Linked DNA regions of Mus musculus: region 2 is linked to region 1. The links are chromatin contacts, called in public promoter capture Hi-C maps. All regions are on one chromosome and are shown on one strand. Each heading gives the region's core, a stretch centred on a gene start, on an enhancer-like site or on the middle of the called end of the contact. The rest is flanking DNA. Distances are from core to core; before and after follow the strand shown.

Region 1 (3,116 bases), core at 133-2,632:
ATTTATCCTTCCCTGGGAGATCCATGTGTCTTCCCTTGAGACCTCCTTGTTACTTAGTTTCCCTGAGTCTGTGGATTGTAGTGTGATTATTCTTTACTTAACAGCTAATAGCCACTCATAAGTGAGTACATGTTTGTCTCTCTGGATCTGCGTTACCTCACTCAGGACGATTTTTTTTTCTAGTTCCATCCATTTGACTGCAAATTTCATGGTGTCATTTTTTTTTTTCTTCTAACAGCTAAGTAGTACTCCACTGTGTAAATGTACCAATTTTCTTTATCCATTCTACAGTTGAGGGGCATCTAGCTTGTTTCCAATTTCTGGGTATTATGAATAAAGCTGCTATGAACATAGTTGAACAAGTGTCATTATGGTATGATGGAACATCCTTTAGGTATATGCACAGGAGTTGTATAGCTGGGTTTTGAGGTAAATCAATTCCAAATGTTGTGAGAAACTGCCATATTGACCTACAGTTTTTCCTGCCTGCAACATATTCTGGGATAATGGTGGTGCAGAACACGTGGAATGGTCAACTAATGAGGTCATGGTCAACTAATGAGGTAATGGTCAACTTGAGGCCCATGTCATAAGAAGGAGCCCACATTCTACATTGCCTGGACGGCCAGAAACCAGAGGCTGGATAGCCTGAAGATCTAAGATAGAACCAAACACAACTTGCCAAAAAAAGTTTAATGAAATGATTCCTAATGACATTCTACTATGCTCACAGATCTATGCCTAATCCAGTTATCATCAGAGAGGCACCTGTCAGCCTCTGGTGGGAGCAGTTCCAGACACTCATAGCCAAATATTAGGCGGAGCTTGGGTACTCCATGAAGAGGGGGAGTGGCAGAATTGTAGGAGAGGTCAAGGACACCATAACACAGCCCACAGAATCATCTAAGTAGGGCTCATATTGGTTCAGAGACTGAAGCACCAGCAACCATGGAGCTTGCATAGGGCTGTGCTAGGTCCTCTGCGTAATGTTATGGTTGGGTAGCTTAGTGGTCTTCTGGGACTCCTAACAGTGGGAGTGGGATGCCTCTGATTCCCTTGCCTACTCTTGAGACCCTCTCCATCCTACAGGGTTGCCTTGGGACTGAGGATTTGTACCTGATCTTATTGTAACTTGTTAAGCCATGATCAGAAGATATCCCTGGGAGGCTAGCTCCTTTCTGGGGGGAAAGAGAGGAAGAAATGGATCTGGGTTGGAGCACAGGGATCCTGGTATTGAAGAAGGACTTCAGATGGGATGTTGTGCCTGTCCAAGAGGCCAGGGAAGGAGCAGAAACTGCAGAAGTGGCTTTGTCCTGACTGCTGGCTGTTGGCTTCCTGTGGCTATTACCTTATCAGTTCTTCTGCAATAAGAACTTTGCCCCATCCAACCAAATTTCCACACCTACCCCCCCACCAAAGGTACAACTTCTTGCTTGGGCCAGGCCGATCTGTTCTGTTTCCTGCTGTGAGACTCTCATGTGCAGCAGCACAGGTTTAGGCCTGAGATTCAACCACGCCATTGGCTAGACTTCTTGGTTGGCTGTGTGTTGTCGCCTGTGGGCTCCTGCTTCTCCTCCAGCATATGAATGATGAGACTATCTAAATTAGCACAGGGGACCAGGGTCAGAGCTGCCCCAGTTCTGAAGAATCAGAGGCTGAGAGTGGGAATGAAAGGAACCAGGGAGGGAGGAGGAACAGGTAGAGATGACGGACATCGGACTGCCTTGAGGTTCCAGCTCCCACTAATGACACAGAAACTATTTTTTTTCCATTTTTTTATTAGGTATTTAGCTCATTTACATTTCCAATGCTATACCAAAAGTCCCCCATACCCACCCACCCCCACTCCCCTGCCCACCCACTCCCCCTTTTTGGCCCTGGCGTTCCCCTGTACTGGGGCATATACAGTTTGCAAGTCCAATGGGCCTCTCTTTCCAGTGATGGCTGACTAGGCCATCTTTTGATACATATGCAGCTAGAGTCAAGAGCTCCGGGGTACTGGTTAGTTCATAATGTTGTTCCACCTATAGGGTTGCAGATCCCTTTAGCTCCTTGGGTACTTTCTCTAGCTCCTCCATTGGGAGCCCTGTGATCCATCCATTAGCTGACTGTGAGCATCCACTTCTGTGTTTGCTAGGCCCCGGCATAGTCTCACAAGAGACAGCTATATCTGGGTCCTTTCGATAAAATCTTGCTAGTGTATGCAATGGTGTCAGCGTTTGGATGTTGATTATGGGGTGGATCCCTGGATATGGCAGTCTCTACATGGTCCATCCTTTCATCTCAGCTCCAAACTTTGTCTCTGTAACTCCTTCCATGGGTGTTTTGTTCCCACTTCTAAGGAGGGGCATAGTGTCCACACTTCAGTCTTCATTTTTCTTGAGTTTCATGTGTTTAGGAAATTGTACCTTATATCTTGAGTATCCTAGGTTTTGGGCTAATATCCACTTATCAGTGAGTACATATTGTGTGAGTTCCTTTGTGATTGGGTTACCTCACTCAGGATGATGCCCTCCAGGTCCATCCATTTGGCTAGGAATTTCATAAATTCATACTTTTTAATAGCTGAGTAGTACTCCATTGTGTAGATGTACCACATTTTCTGTATCCATTCCTCTGTTGAGGGGCATCTGGGTTCTTTCCAGCTTCTGGCTATTATAAATAAGGTTGCTATGAACATAGTGGAGCATATGTCCTTCTTACCAGTTGGGGCATCTTCTGGATATATGCCCAGGAGAGGTATTGCTGGATCCTCCGGTAGTACTATGTCCAATTTTCTGAGGAACCGCCAGACTGATTTCCAGAGTGGTTGTACAAGCCTGCAATCCCACCAACAATGGAGGAGTGTTCCTCTTTCTCCACATCCACGCCAGCATCTGCTGTCACCTGAATTTTTGATCTTAGCCATTCTGACTGGTGTGAGGTGGAATCTCAGGGTTGTTTTGATTTGCATTTCCCTGATGATTAAGGATGTTGAACATTTTTTCAGGTGCTTCTCTGTCATTCGGTATTCCTCAGGTGAGAATTCTTTGTTCAGTTCTGAGCCCCATTTTTTAATGGGGTTATTTGATTTTCTGAAGTCCACCTTCTTGAGTTCTTTATATATGTTGGATATT
Region 2 (3,030 bases), core at 335-2,834, 160 kb after region 1:
GCAGTAGCTGAGAGTTTACATTCTGATCCATAAGCAGAAAGCAGAGACTTGTCCTGGCATGGGTTTTTGAAACTTCAAATCCCACCCCCAGTGACAAACCTCCTTCAACAAGAGCACACCTCCTAATTCCTCCAAAACAGTCCATCAACTGGAAAGCAAACATTCAAATATATGAGTCTGTAAAGGCTATTCTCTTTCAAACCACTACACCAGTAGAGCTGAGAAAGTCTTGTATTAAGAGGAAGCACCAGGAAGCCCTGAAAACTTGAAGATGCTGATTCCTTGACCCTGAGAAAGAAGGAACTGAAGACGACCTCGTAGCCCTACAGCGCATCAGTTTCTTTGCTCAAGGAACTGAGAGGAGGGAGAGGAGCAGCCAGTGAGGGCTGGGACAGCAGACTGGTCAGGAGTGCATTGCAGCCACTACATTGAAACAATAGCCAGTGTTGGTAGGGAAAGGCTTGGCTGTATCATGCTTGCAGAGACAGAGAAGCCTTAAGGATGTAGCTCCGCCCGCAGTGCTAGGCCCATAAATTATCAGGATCTGGAAATACAGAGTGAAGGCAAATTCTCAGACTTCAGGCTTACTTTGATCCCTGTATCATGCCCTCTAGGAGATCCGTTGGGCATTGTGGGAGCTCCTAGTCCTGTACTCTTTGGTGTGTTCTGCCAGGGTTCTTTGTGATTATTACACACCTAGTGTAGACCTGTACCTTTGGCTTTATCATAGACTCTGAGAGCTCAGACACTGAGAGTTCAGTGTTAGACTAGCAGGACCTGAGTAAATGTTTGCTAAGTGAAGACCAGGAGATGGCACAATGTGCCAAGGAATTTTCAAAAGGCCAGAGACCTAAAATGGGTCCCCTATATCCACATGGTGGAATGATCTGACTGACGGAAGAGGCATTTCACATGTGTGGCATGGCATTCACACATGCATATAAACACATGCACAAGAAAGAAAGAAATAGAAAAAAATGGAAAGTGCTCCTTAAGTAGATAAAGAACTATGAAAGTTGATCTCAGCAGGAGCTGGCTAAAAGAGGAAACATATATTACAGAGGTGGTGTGAATAAGGAATGAGACTTGCGAAGTGCCACATTGTGGTGTTTCAGTGAAATAGCCAGGACACATGTGGAGGGGTCCATATAGACCCTAAGATCACTGTAATGGACATATTCTGAACACATTCTCTCCCTCCTTCCCTCTCTTCTCCCCCTCCCTCCCCCTCCCCTCTCTTATCTTGAATACATACCTACTTGAAGAAGCCCCCCAGGCTGTCTCTGTTACAGATTCCTGTTCTCTGAACTCCAGAACAACACTAACATCTGCCCAATGAGTACAAGGACAGTGATCATGGTTTGAATTGACTTAGGCTTGAATATAGGACTCCCTGTGTTACAGAAGGACTTCAGATGGCATGATATACCTTTCTAGGAGGCCAAAGAGCAGGAATAGAGATTGCTTTGGCTTCCTGCTGGCCTGCTCTTCTTTGGCAATACGAACTTTGCCCCGCCCTAGTGAATTTCCTGCCTACTTTATTTTAGGTCCAAATTCCTGCCTAGGCAAGACCCACATCTTTTATTTCCTGTCCATAGCACACAGATATCCTGGAGCAACACAGACTCAGATCTAAGAGCTGACTATGCCACTATACAAACTTCTTGGATGGCTGAATGCTGTGGCCTGTGGGGTCCTGCTTCTCGTTCTGCATGTGCAAGGTGAGAGTCATTCAGTGAGCAATGAGGAACAGGTCAGAGCTGCTCAGTTCCTCGGAGTCAGCAGGTTCGTTTGTGGGAGGGAAGTCACCAGGGAGGGAAAAGCTGGTAAAGATGGCAGATAAAAAGGGTGGAAAATGTGTGCCTCCCAATGCCTTCACCAAAGCCCACAGAGTGAACCCTGCTGCACATAGAGGGTCAGCAATACCTATGAACACCCCTTTCCAAAAACAATCATTCCAGTGGAAGAAGGGCTAAGAAGTGCTGCACCTGAAGGTTAGAGGAAAGAGAGCAAAGGTATCATTTCCTCTCTCCCTGTGTGACTGTGGCTGCTACAGACCTTTCGGTGATGATGAAAAGAATACATCCATGCTGTCAAGTGGCTCTGAGCATGTCTCCTCCTTAGAGACATGCCCTGCTACCATTCAAAAGGAGTATAAGTAATGTTCCTGGCTTGGGGGTTATGTAGAAGCTCCTACTCGCACATCCCACACCTGAGCCTACACACCCCAAATTCCCTTCCCCATGGGCACTTAGTGAAAATAAGGTGGGAATAAACCATGTAGTGGCAACTGCCTGGGCAAAACTAACCATGTTGGCATCTCCACCCACAGGTCAGGACTCAGCCAGCCCCATCAGGAACACACACACAGGCCAGGTGAGAGGCAGCCTTGTCCACGTGAAGGACACTGACATCGCTGTTCATACCTTCCTGGGAATCCCCTTTGCCAAGCCTCCTGTAGGACCACTGCGCTTTGCACCTCCTGAGGCCCCTGAGCCATGGAGTGGGGTGAGGGATGGGACCTCACATCCAAACATGTAAGTTTTGGACCTAGACAATTGCAGGCCGGGGGTAAAAGCATGCTTTAAGCTCTGGGAGCAAATGAAATGCTTCCTTCTTCTCAACCCCATAGAAGTTTTCTGTCTATGATGTGCAGTGCGTTGTGCATTTTTAGATACATAGCTAAGGCTTCTAATAGAAAAAACTTTGCCAGTCTCCTGGGTCAAAGATCAGTTCCTATACGTTATCTCTCAGTTTTGCAGTGAGAAACAGATATGAATGGTTCCTAGATTCAGAATATGCCAAGTGATCTCTGCCACCATAAATGAGGTCTATGGACAAAGGTCAGTATAAACACCTTAACCAGCAAGAGCCCAGAGTCAAGTATAATGTACTATAAGTCTCTCAGGAGGGCAGCAGTGATGTGTCCTTTCACAACTCCAGCCTCTACAGTTCCTCATACAACCAAAGGAGCCAAGTGCCATTGTCCAAAGAAACATATAAAACCTTCCTCTGAAGATTACGTGTGAA

What was found. Promoter capture Hi-C pulls out the DNA fragments that hold promoters and counts their contacts.
Region 2: a contact with region 1 is called in a promoter capture Hi-C map of liver, with 5 times the contacts expected there. The contact joins the promoter of Ces2e here to the enhancer-like site in region 1. A contact is called at or near these places in 5 of 39 promoter capture datasets (the HPC-7 cell line, cranial neural crest, embryonic stem cells and 2 more), 2 of 115 datasets of contacts at active chromatin or transcription factors (embryonic stem cells and intestinal crypt epithelium) and 3 of 9 other capture datasets (adipose tissue, embryonic stem cells and liver).

What each region holds. Positions count from the first base shown.
Region 1 is chr8:104,769,194-104,772,309 of GRCm38.p6, forward strand. It overlaps the pseudogene Gm6831. Among named protein-coding and RNA genes, the nearest start is that of 4932416K20Rik, 24 kb to the right of the region's middle. Within about 2 kb of position 1,383, at least 2 of the 459 cell types and tissues checked have an H3K27ac peak or open chromatin away from gene starts, as enhancers often do. A contact at or near this core is called in liver, where this site is marked.
Region 2 is chr8:104,924,676-104,927,705 of GRCm38.p6, forward strand. Ces2e (carboxylesterase 2E) reads left to right here and starts at 1,585. Exons shown (of 12, transcript NM_172759.3): 1 at 1,585-1,721; 2 at 2,333-2,537. The coding sequence starts at 1,646.